2 separate regions of the Sus scrofa genome follow, and region 1 is linked to region 2. The links are chromatin contacts, called in public HiChIP or PLAC-seq maps. All regions are on one chromosome and are shown on one strand. The core of a region is the stretch at or near the end of the contact, and the rest is flanking DNA. Distances in the headings are between cores, read along the strand shown.

What was found. HiChIP or PLAC-seq counts read pairs in DNA pulled down with a chosen protein or histone mark.
Region 1: a contact with region 2 is called in an H3K27ac HiChIP or PLAC-seq map of alveolar macrophages. The contact joins two enhancer-like sites. A contact is called at or near these places in 1 of 47 Hi-C or Micro-C datasets (epiblast stem cells) and 1 of 2 datasets of contacts at active chromatin or transcription factors (alveolar macrophages).

Annotation. Positions count from the first base shown.
Region 1 is chr1:162,277,684-162,284,147 of Sscrofa11.1, forward strand. It overlaps ALPK2 (alpha-protein kinase 2), which reads left to right. Exons shown (of 14, transcript XM_001925970.7): 10 at 1-251; 11 at 1,651-1,739. Among named protein-coding and RNA genes, the nearest start is that of MIR122, 49 kb to the right of the region's middle. Within about 2 kb of position 2,703, at least 12 of the 83 cell types and tissues checked have an H3K27ac peak or open chromatin away from gene starts, as enhancers often do. A contact at or near this core is called in alveolar macrophages, where this site is marked.
Region 2 is chr1:162,123,896-162,130,155 of Sscrofa11.1, forward strand. The region is part of intron 2 of MALT1 (mucosa-associated lymphoid tissue lymphoma translocation protein 1); the gene reads right to left. Among named protein-coding and RNA genes, the nearest start is that of MALT1, 18 kb to the right of the region's middle. Within about 2 kb of position 2,341, at least 6 of the 83 cell types and tissues checked have an H3K27ac peak or open chromatin away from gene starts, as enhancers often do. A contact at or near this core is called in alveolar macrophages, where this site is marked.

The sequences.
Region 1 (6,464 bases), core at 1,453-3,952, 150 kb after region 2:
AACTCATTTTCGAAGAAGACTTCCTCAATGGTAGCTACTTTGGGGGCCACCTGCGTGGTCAAATTGCCACGGAGCAGCTGCATTTCGGGGAAGGGGTCCACCGGAAGGCCTTCCGAAGCACAGTGATGCAAGGTCTCATGCCGGTCTTCGAGCCTGGTCATGCCTGTGTGCTCAAGGTACACAACGCTGTCGCCTACGGGACCAGAAACAACGATGAGCTCATCCAGAGGAACTACAAACTTGCTGCCCAGGTGGGTCCACCTGCCCTAAATGTGTTGCTTGAGGTGTGAGATGGACCTGATGACGTGAGCTAAAAATCAGACTCAGAATTGATGGGAGCGTGTTTCTCCCCTTGGGGTGTGGTCATAAGGAAGCCACTAGATGAAGGCTAAGTACTGGAGATTGTGTCTCAGGTCTGAATGATTTCTTGGCCTCATGCCAGCCAGTTGGGACCAGTCTATGTCTGGAAGTGCCCCACCTGGACTGGGATCACTTCCTAGGAAGCCCCATCAGATCCCTGAGGGTGAATCTACTTGGACACAGGATGATATTAAAAGTGGGGGTTCTAAGCCACACGGATGCCAAAACTCCCAAGGAAAGCTAAAGTCAGAGTAGCTTCTGGAGTGTTTTTGTTTTAGGGAAGAAGGAGGTGGGGCATATGCAGAGGGTCAGCGTTTTGTCCTATTTCCTGCCTCCCTGAGTTAGGTCATCGTCCACCCATAAACTAAGAAGTGTGATTGACCCAAGTCTCTTGAGTTCCGGCCTATGTTAAGAGTTAGTACCTCAAGGCAAGAGGAGAGAGGACGAGAATACGAGCTTCTCCCCGACAACCTTGGTCCATGAATTTCACTTGATGCCAGAGCTAGGTTTAGCTCTTTCACAAAACAGGTGCCTCTTAAATTTTTTTTTAACGTATAAAATGAATAGGCTAAACTCACATGGGTCTCCTGGGTGTTCTCAAACTTGACCTGTCCATGATTGCCTCTGATGTGGCAATGCCGTGTAGGACTTGGTGCTCATAAAGACAGCCCTTCTTTTCCAAGCAGAGGATTCTGTCAGTTGCATTCATTTCTCCTCCAGATCTGTCCATCTTTGTTCTTTGGCTTTGTACTCCTTCCATCTCAAGGGCTGTCTGGTCCAGGCATGGAAAATCCCCCAGCCTCCAGCCTCCTACTCCGAAAAGCTGTCCAGTATGGAAAGCAGAACCCAGTTTGCTTTTCCTAAGCCAACAATCTTGGCAAAGTGTTCACTACTTACAATTCAAATTACGCCTTTTGAAGAACCTCAGATGGGAGAACTCTGGGAGACCCAGCAGTCCCCGTGCTTTATCTGGTATCCTGCCCAGGGGCCAGTCCCCTTAGCTCAGGGGGGTGAACTTCAGCCCCGTGGGTTCGTTCCAGACATTTTACAGTTCAGGGACACTCAGCCCCAGAGACCCCTTGACCGTCAAGTGAACCTTCAAGTTTCAGAGCTCCTCTGCAAGTGGCCAGCTCTAGGCTGCCTTCATTGTTGCTTCCGTGTCTCCAGCCCAGGGGTGGGTCTGGGGCTCCACTGGCTTCATCTAAGTTGGGAAATCTGGTGAGCCTTTCCAGGCAGCAATCTCTGATTTTCTTCTAATCCCTGGGCTTTTCCGTGTATTGGGTGATCTAGGAATGCTATGTTCAAAACACTGCCAGATGCTATGCCAAGATCTACGCCGCAGAAGCACAGCCTCTGGAAGGCTTTGGAGAAGTGCCAGAGTAAGTGCCTTTCCCTCTTGTGTTCACATCTCTGACTCGGGGGACTCGGGGAGGCAGGGGGCGGAGGGATGAAAGGGTGAGATGGGTCAGTAGGACACACATTCCAACTGGTCTACGTTCCAGGAGGGCACAACATGGCTGTTCTTTTGCTCCTCTCTAAGTCACCAGAGGTTTACAGGAAAACAGTGGATAGATATTTTCTGAGCAGACCTGTCTGTATATATGGATGGAGGGATGAATTCCATAACCGTATACTCCATGTTAAATGGGAACTGTCTCTACTCTCACGGGTATTACACTGTCTAAAACCATAAACATAAGAACAGGAGAAGATCACAAAACGATAAGCCCTGTGATAATGAACACGGTGCTCGCCTGGGGGAGAGGAGAATTGGGAGATGAGAAATGTAGGAACACCGTCCCCCCTTCCTGGGGTCCCACAGACATGAACTACACTGGCGACTTTTGTCCACTCATTGACAAAATGTCAATTGGCACAAGCATGTGTTGGGGTGTCGGGAGCTTGTATTCACCGACCTGTTTATCTGGCTGAGGATAGAACTGGGAAGAGAAAGAGCTGTGCCTGGGCACATGGGAAACCTCAGCGCAGTCACTTAGGTAGCAGTAAACTGGGAAAGGAGCAACTCTTCTCGACATCCTCTGTGAACTCCCAAAATGAGAGCGGAAGAAAACAATCCCTTCCCGGGGTAGTATGTTGGGCACATCATGAAAAAAGCCTAACACTTGTTGCTCTTTGAAATGCTTGACGTAGTTATTTAGGAACAAACATTTCTCAGCAGCTTCAAGAAAAATGATCAGGATGCAAAGAAAAAAACCCACCCTTTTCTGCTAGTTTCACTAAGACTGCATCTGGACTGGGTTGTATGAGGAAATGCCCAGCCTTGCTCCTCCAGCCCTCCCCTTCCTGCTCTGTCCCCTTTAGTTCCTCTTTGAAGAGGAAGAGAATCATCAATAATCTGCTCACCAGGCACGGAACCACCCCGCCCCCGCCCTACGGCAGGGCACACCCAGGCCTGTGCACTTTGACCTGTGCACAACGTGGGGGCCTGTTTAAGGAAAAGAACATTAAAATTATGAACATCAAGATGTGTCCGAGGACTTGGGTCTATGCAGGCGAGGGACACAGGGCCTTAATCAGCACTTGCTTTATGCCGAGACAACAGGTGTTATCAAGACCAACTGCTGCCTTGGGAATAGAGTCCTATGAAACCTTGGGCAAGAATATTATCAGTGATCTGTTGTTTGACATCCAGAAACACTTGTCTCATTCCTGGTGGTGGCCAGGCAGAATCCTTGGTGAAGGAGCACATAACCAAGTTTGTTTTTCTCTGAGCCCCATCTCAAAATTCATTTCATTCAGGTTCTTGCAGATACATTCACCTATGGAATGGGATTATTTTTTTTTATAAACTTGCCCATCTCCCTTCTCTGCTCCCTTGGGGCTGGGCATCTCTGGGGGGAGAGCCACTTCCATTTCTGCTTATTGTCAAGCAGGTCACAGGCTTGTGTTCATGTCACTGGCCAGTCTGTGCAGCAGTAAGAAGCCTGGAGATTGGGGGGAAGCCCAGCGTTTATGTGTCAAAGGGTACCACGAAGTTGATTGTAATTCCCTCTCTATCGTTAATTATGGTCATAGCTGGCCCCTCTCTCCTGATTGTAACCTCCTTGCAGGCTTTTCACTAGTACCTTATGCCTGTGAACATATTCGGAGCACAGCACATTGTCCTCCAGGTGTCGGGGGGGAACGTTCGCTGGCAGGTGGCAAAACAGTGCAGACACCCTCCTTCATCCTTGAAGAGCCGATGCCTGGATACCCTGAAACTGCAAATGACCCCTGCCCCTGTATCACAGGGAGACTTGGCCTCTGGACCACGTACACACTGGGCCCACAGGCTGATTCCCTGGCCTCGGTCTTCTGGCTACGGCTGCAATTCTGCTCCAGCAGATCGACATGGCTACCCAGGTCAGAGGCTGATCCGCTCCTCTGGACTCCCCCAAGGGGAGCAGCAGGGCTGCCGCCCCCTTCTCAGTATGAGCAGCCCCTTCAGGAGAATCAGGCCCATCTTTTTATCAGAACTTCCCAGAGGCAGTTCCCCCTTGTCCATCTTTAATTGGCTTTCTGATGCCCATGGTATCCTGGTCACCTTTCCTGTGCTGGTAGTGCTCTTTGGTGGGGGAACTGTGTTGGCAGAGTTTCTTATATCCATCTAACTTCTGGCCTCTGGCGTCAGGTTTAACTGCTGGCACCCAGCCATTCACGTCTCTGTGAATCAAGTTGATAGGCAGCAGTTAGGAGCTAAGAGAGCAAACAGTCAGTTACTACTTTTTCTGAGGTCTTCCACTGTCACAACACTGCAGCATCTTTGGACAGGATGTTCTGTCACTTTTCACGGGTCTTTGTCTTTTGGGCCCCTTCACTGAGTCATCTTGTCTGTTGGCTTCAGAAGTGCGCTGTTGCACTTTGGCTTCTCCTGACATGGATTTGAATTTGCGAGTCACCTGTTCTTCCTCTGACTTCTTTTGTGAAGCCCCACTCGTTGTCATCTGCACTATCCATGCTCAGAAAATAAGACGAGATTGATCAAATGAAGAGTGTCCTTACTTCTGAAGTGGGCCTAAGATCCCACAGCCTGACAAGACCTTTCCACCTGAACCCGTGTTAGAGAGGGTGAGCGTAAGCAGAACTCTGGGGAGGGGGCAGAATGGGTGTGACTATGTGGGGTGAGGATGAATGGATGCCCACCCAACTCCCGCACCAGCCTCCAGGTGCTCTGTGGTGCAGAGGGCTGAGCAGGGCCCACTGAGACCCATCCACATGGCAGGTGGCTGGACAAGGAAGGAGGAAGGACAGTGTGGGGGTGTCAGCATTATCCCCCAGAAGGAGGCAGTGAGAGATGGGGATGGGGGGAGCCCAGCTGGTCCCTGCACAGTCTTGAGCAAAGGATCAGATGGGTAGTTGTCTTAATAGACTTTTTAATCTCAGTAATTTTAGGTTCCCAGCAAAACTGACGGGAGGGGGCAGAGGATTCCCACATCCCCTCAGGCCTCAGGCATGCCTAGCGGCTGCTATTATTCACTTCCCTCACCATATTGCAACACTTGTTACAACTGAATCAACATAGATACAACATTATCGCCCAAAGTTCACAGTGTACATCAGGGTTATACATTCTAGGGTGCTGGACAAATACAATGACATGTATCCACTATTATAGCATCCTACAGAATAACTGCACTGCCCTGCAGGTCCTTTGTGCAGATGTGGCTTCTAGAGCTATTTGTCTGGTAACAGTGGATGTCCAAGGCCCAGGGCCAGAGCCTTGATATGGTGAGACCAGTCTGAAAGTTGCTGCTATAACTCAAGAAAGCGGCAAGACGGGTGGAACTGAGCCATTACCCTGGGGAGTCTGAAAGGAAAGAATAAACTTAGGTGACATTCAGTAAGTAGGCATATTCAACCAGACTTGATACAGGGAGTAAGAAGGGAGAGAAGGTTGACTATGAACTTAGGAGACTGAGTAGACGATGCTGCCACTTGAAGAAAGTAAAGGCAGGGAGAAGACTTGCACATGTGGGGGAAATGAATAATTAATTTTGTATAAGCCCAGTGTGAGGTTTGTGGTCTCTGTGGTCCCTCAAGCTGCAGCCATTTGGCCAGCTAAGCCCAGAGCTGAATGAAGAGAAGGGAACCAGCTGGTTTGCTGGGCATCTGCACACAGAAGGCCACTGCAACTGTGCAAGTGGTGGGCTCACCAGGATAGACTGCACAGAACAAAGAGGGAAGGACCAACGGTGGAAGCTTGAGAAACATGAATGTGCTCAAAGGTCACAGGGCTGAGCAGGTGCTAGCAAACGCTAAGAAGCAACTGCAGTGGAGCAACAGCCAGGAGGGGACTCTGTCTCTAGAGTCCAGGCAAGAGGGTGAAGCTGGAGGGGAAAAGAGGTCACCACTGTCAGGTGCTGTAGAAGGTTTAAAGGCCATCAGAATGGTGACCTTAGCAGGTGGAGATCCTGTAAAATCAGGGCTAGTGTGTCAAAGAGGAAACTGGAAATGAGGCCATAGATGCAAATGAAGTCTCCCCTTTCAAGAAACTAAGGAGCAAGGAAAATCAGAATGAAATCTAAGGGCCAAGCCCCACCAAAGGAAGGGTGGGTAATAATGGTGGTTTTTAAGGATGAGGAGACAGGAACATATTTGTGGCCTTGAGGCAGAGGGAGGAATTAAACAATTAACCCACAGAAGATAAAACGTGAGACCGGAGGTTGGCAAACCCTCTCTATAAAGGGCCAGGTGTAGTAACAATTCTAGGCTGTGTAGGTCCACAGGCAAAATCTGTTATGAAGATACTTTCATAACAACTGAGATGCCTTTTAGACCTTAAAGATAGATGGCAAGTGGGCAGCTGGAGATGTGAGCAGGAACTCAGGGAAGAGGTCTGGGCTAGAGCAACAAATGTGGAAATTGTTGACATATATATAAACTGCATTCAAAGCAAGGAGGTCACTAGGGAAGGCTTGTGGAGTGAAATGGGCTATCCCAGGGCGAGCTGGGCTGTGAAGTTTGGGGATAAATGAGGAACCAGCAAAGGGGTCACAGCAGTAGCCAGTGAGGCAGGAAGAAAACCAAGCAGAAGTGAGTTTCTGAAAGCCATGGGAAAGTGTTTGAAAAAGAGGCGAGACTGTGTCCAGTGCCATCGAGAGTAA
Region 2 (6,260 bases), core at 1,091-3,590:
CCCACTGAGCAAGGCCAGGGATCGAACCTTTGTCCTCATGGATACTAGTCAGGTTCGATACTGCTGAGCCACAGTGGGAGTGCCTGTTTATTATTTTAAAGTTTTTGGTTTTGGGGTAATTTTTATGCAACAGAAAAGTGACACAAAAGGAACCAAGGCTAGGAAATTTTACATTTGCCAAGGTTATCATACATAAACATGGGTTGGTTGACTTTCCAGAAGGAAGGAGAAAAGATCATTAAAACTTATAAAACGTCATTGCCCACACCTCTTTTCCCCCTCATCCATCTTGAATATGATGTCATAATACCTTTTCCCTCTATGACCCACCAATCCAAGGGAACAAAACGAGATGAGGAGAGAGTCTAAATAATAGCAACCTTAATACCTGAAAGGTACGAAACTTTCTAGGGAAAAAATAGTCTTTAAAGTAAAATAGGCATGCAAAATCCATGCCAGATAATAAAACCAAAATCCAAAATGAGTAAATATGATTGCTTACCTATTACATTCAAGGGTCTGAAGAAACCCTAAAAAATCTTTAGTAAATGAGCCTCTCAAAAAAGAATTTACAACTTTTGCCAAGGAAAAGCTTTCATATTCATTAGTTCTGTCTGTGGATGCCAAATTGGCAGAGGGTGGGTGGGTGAAGTAACAGTTTGTCTGAGTTCTGTAATCCATGGTGGTAGGAGTACATGTTCAAGTCAGAAAATGAGATGAGCACTCTTATTTAAGCCAGAAGATCCACCACAACACTGTATCTATTTTTTTTTTTTTTTTTTTTAAACAAGTGGCCGCACCTGCGGCACATGGAAGTTCCCCAGCTCGGGGTCGAGCCACAGCCACTGGAGAAGCAATGCCGAGGAATTATGTTGTGAGCCACAGGGGAAGCCCTACAACACTGTACCTTAATGCTCCCACATATCATTCATCTGCCAGGAGAGACGTATATCACAACTTTAAGAGACATTCTGACTTTCAAAGTTTAGGTATGACAAGAGAAAAAAGAAGGTACGACAACAGAAGGGAATGAGGATAAATCTGAAAAAAAAAAAAAAATAGGCATCGTGGCTAAACTCACTTTGAAATGTAGATGTCTTACCGCCATCTCAAACTTGATGTCCAAAATCCCATACATTTCTCTGCCAGGCTCCCCAGTCTCCCCACCTCACGGAGGATAAACCAGGTCCCGGCTGCCCCTGAGCATCCCGTCACTCAGGACAGAAACTTAGCAGTCACCCCCAAATCCCTCCTCTTCTACATGTAATCTGGCTGCAAGGCCTCTCAGTTAAGTCTTCCCACATCTCACCATCTTCAATGGCATGATCTTAATCCAAGCCACCATCCCCACTTGACCGAACTATTGTTAACAGCTGCTAACTTTGTTTCCTTACTTTCAACCAGCAGCCCACTGCCTTTTTTTTTTTTTTCTTTTTGGGGCCGCACTGGAGGCACAACGACGTTCCCAGGCTAGAGGTCCAATTGGAGCTGTTGCCACCAGCCTACATATACCACAGCCACAGCAATGCTGGCTCCTTAACCCACTGAGCGGGGCCAGGGATTGAACCCACAATCTCATGGATCCTAGTCAGGTTCATTACTACTGAGCCACAATGGGAACTCCAACATGATTTAATGTAGATATATGTTGTGAAATGGTTACACAATCAAGTTAATTAAGATACCTACCACCTCACATAGTTATCATTTTCCTATGATTCCATCTTCCATCTAATCCTAACTTCTGTCACAGTGAGCCTCTCTTACTGAAGGGAGTGTGTCAGGAAGAGCACAATGTTTTTGTTTTTTAAATTATAGTTGGAGAGTTCCCGTTGTGGCGCAGCAGAAACAAGTCCGACTAGTATCCGTGAGGACACAGGTTCGATCCCTAGACTCACTCCCAGTGGGTTAAGGAGCCGGCGTTGCTGTGAGCTGTGGTGTAGGTCGCAGAGACACAGCTCAGATCTGGTGTTGCTGTGGCTGTGGTGTAGGTTGGCAGTTGTAGCTCCACTTTGACCCCTAGCCAGGGAACTTCCACATGCTGCAAGAGTGGCCCTAAAAAAGCAAAAAAAAAGTATAGTTGATTTACAATGTTGTACCAATCTCTGCTATACAGCAAAGTGACCCAGTCATGTGTGTGTGTGTGTGTATACAGTCCCTTTCTTATATTATCTTCCACTATGTTCAATCCCAAGAGACTGGATATAGTTCCCTGTGCTGTACAGTAGGACCTTACTGCTTAGCCATTCTAAATGTAATAGTTTTGTACCACGCCAGTGCTTAAAAACATACCATGGCAAATACTCTCTGCTATTACACAGAGACAAAAGATGAGAATGAAGGAAATGGGAAGACTTTCTCTCCAGAGTGTCTTACAAAGGAATGAATGACTTTGCTGGAAGGGGCCCACGTGACCAGAATGTTTTAAAAGCTTCCTTTGTGGGAGCCACGACTAAATGACTTTGAACAGACATTCAAACTCAGCTCATATGTCTGTCCCGTACCAACAATTTGAGGAGCCTAAGTCTTCAAGAAGCAAGCAGAGGCATGTATTTATGATTTATTGCTTCAAAGCCTGAGAACTGAAAGGCAAAGCGTGATTTGGAAACCGCCCTCGGGAGGGCAAAGAAGTTGCAATACCTCCCATGTTTTAACCACACATATTTCCTTCCTCCCACATAGTGAGAGCTACAGGGAACCGTGGTCACCTCAAATCACCCTGATGCAGCGCCCACCAGTCCAAAGGGGCTGAACCAAGTCAGGAAAGAAGATGGCACCGCAATGGAGGGCGGACCAGGGCATACAAGTGAAAGTTCCACTTGAAAGCGTGAATGCAAAGCTTCCTGGCAAACAAGCCTATTTTCAGATACCATCTGCTAAGAAGTCAAAGAGGTTACTTGATTTCCTGTAAGCCGGAGAGAATCTGACAAAGTATGATGGAACATGAGGATTGTGCTTTCAACATACACCTCTGTAGATCCACAGACTACAGATATGAAACGATAAGTAAAAACCCTGCGGGAATTACTAAACAGATTAATCTGGGCGATTCTTGACAAAAGGATTCACTGTAGGTTCCCTCTGAGTTAGTCTCTCTTTTGATGCACTTAGTAGCAATGTAATGCACAGCTCTTCCAGGAATGGACCTGTTGTGCATGTTTTCAGAGGCCATGAACCAAACATTTTTTTTCCCCCTCATCAGCTTCCATCTGAAACGCTCCTTCAATCTCATTTTTGAACATTTCTGAGATGTTACTGAAAAGCATCCCAGAGTGTCCCAGAATAAATACTAGTCCTCTTCCCCCAACAATTTCCTCCCCATTACACAACCAGGGTGTGTCCACATAAGTCCTTCTTACAGGTCAATTGACATGTGCATGAACTTCAGTGAAACCTGGTATTGACATCACATCCCTCCTCCTTGTAGGTCACCAACTCCCTTTAACACCCTGGCATGGAAACCCATCCTTCCAGGCCTCACCGCCACTCTCTTTCTATCCCTCTACTTCTTCCTTAATCTTTTTTTTTTTTTTTTTTTTTTTTTTAGGGCTGCACCTGCAGCCCTAAAAAGCAAAAAAAAGGGCTAGGGGTTGAATCAGAGCTACAGCTCCTGGCCTATACCACAGCCATGCAGGATCCGAGCTGTGTCTGCAACCTACACCACAGCTCATGGCAACACTGGATCCTTAACCCACTGAGCAAGGCCAGGGATAAAACCTGCAACCTCATGGTTAGTAGTTGGATTCGTTTCTGCTGTACCACAATGGGAACTCCCCACTTCTTCCTTAATCTTAGTTCCATCTATACCATCTTTACCCCTTTTCACTTCTTAATATTTTGTTTTTAGGAATTTCTGTCATTTATGAAACAATGCAAGTCCCTTATCAGTAAGGTCTAGTATTTGAGTACTTTTTAATTTGGCAAGAAGAAAAAAAATTGAAGTCTATGAGTCAAAGACACAATTGAGGTAATACTCCACAACTAAGCTTCCCAAACAATCCAGAAATTTCCTAGCATTATGGAAATGACATTGAGTTCAGGTCAGGGTCAGTAGACCTGGGTTCTAATCCTACTTTTGTCAATAACCAACTGTGATTTTAGCCAAATGGTAACTTCTAGTAATCTCCTTTTCCACATAAATGTGTGCTTACATTTGAAATTTAAATATTCATGATAGTACTGCTGTGGTCCTTCACAGAACTGTAAAGATAAAATGTGGAATCAACGTACTTGGAAACTAAAGAACAATATTCAACCATCTTTGCTCTTGGAGACAATAAAAGTAATAAAAATAAAATTGATATCAGCAACATAACAATGGGTATGTTACAAGGAATTAAAGGAGAAAAATGAATTGATATGAAATAAGAGCAGGAGGAAAAGGGAAAAGATGCCAACGAAGAGAAATCTTTGACTTTGCCAGTACATGTGAAATGTACCTGTAGCAAAGCTCCTTTAATACAAGAATGAAAAAAAATGGCAGCATCACAAAACCAGAGCAGAGAACCCTGGGAGCCATCTAATGAAGCCCACGTGAATCATATTAATTCTCTCTAAACATCCCCACTTTCTAGCTTCTAGTTAGCTAATCCCAGGTCAGGGCATGGCTTCCCTGGCACCATTCCATGAGGTGCAGGACTCTAGTTGATACAGCCTAAGAATCTGCACTCAAATGATTTTCACCTAAAGCAAAAGCAAAAAAAAAAAAAAAAAAAAAAAAAAAAATTGAAATACACACCTAAGTTTATCCATATTTGCCAAGGTTACAGATGCCAATTTTGGTACTTTGGGATCAGTCTTTGACTCTTTGATAAAAAAAAAAAAAGTCTAAAAAATTACTATAGACTTTGTTTCAAAACAATTTCAGCAAATCCATTTAAAGCCCCTTTCCCAAATTCCTACTGAAATGACCAAAGGAATAAAAATAGGAGAACAAGGAATCAGTGCTAGAAAATAGGGATGAACACCATCTGCACATAAAAATGATAAGCCATTTCTCCAACATAAAGTGCAGGCAAGACCAGTCTGAGAGGCAGGCTGGCCAACCCATGTGCTTCGGAAAAGCCCAATTGGAGGGGGAGCAGAAAAGGGCAAACCTCAATCCTTTGGAAAATATGTTGGATGTCAGAGCCCATGGAGAGCTAGAATTTGGGGGTGAACTACCCTTGGCTTAGAGCTCCTGCGAAGTGAGGGACCACTGAAGTTGGCTTCTAATCAAGGCAATCGGTCCAGTTAGAGATTCAGGAACCTTGCCAAGCTACCTGCAGGCTACCAAGTCAAAGACATTCAAGAAACTCAGTACCACAGCCATTTCCTATGGCAAAATGAGACTAAAACAAATCTAGTTTCCCCTTCTCCTTGTATTTAGGCCTGAAAGGCCTGCTCAGAGGTTCACAGCGTCTTAGTCACCCAAATCAGAGCTTTCCATAGAGACAATGAGAGAAAAGTCATCAGACTTGGTGGAGTAAGAACTAATGTTCCATTACAAAACTGCATTACCAAAAAAGGGAAAAAATGTTAGAATACTCCTCCTTCGTATTCCTGAATCTTTGTGAAAATACAATGAAAAGGAAAAACTTGAGATGGGATAAACCTATAAACCTGTTTTTTTTGTTTTTTTGTTTTTGTTTTTTTGTGGTTTTTTTTTTTTTTTTTTTGTCTTTTTAGGGCCACACCTGTGGCATATGGAGGTTTCCAAGCTAGGAGTAGAATCAGAGCTGTAGCTGTCAGCCTACACCAGAGCCACAGCAACTAGGGATCTGAGCTGCACCTGCAACCTACACCACAGCTCATGGCAACGCCAGATCCTTAACCCACTGAGCGAGGCCAGGGAGGGAACCCTCGTCCTCATGGATACTAGTTGGGTTCGTTAACCACTGAGCCACGACAGGAACTCCTTGGCTTGCCTTCTTAATATAATTGTAACAGTTTTTATTCTCAAAGTCCCTATTCAAATATTAAAATTATTTCCTAACTCTCACATTTCTATATTTGAACATATGTAAATATAGTAAGCTTTTAGATTGTCTACCTAAGATGCAGGTAGAAAGCTAACTGTAAATTACTAAGCTTTATTAGATCTCCAAATAGTTCCTCTTAAATCAATAATTAACATTCAAGTACCAACCGATTTCTAATGAATTCTTTATGGCTAACAAGACATAAAACTTCCCCACAACAGTGCATAAGTGGCTATGTGGTGATGTAGAAACTGCTTTCCTTTCTCTAGTCTCCCCTCAAGTGCGGAAAAGGCCCCAGGG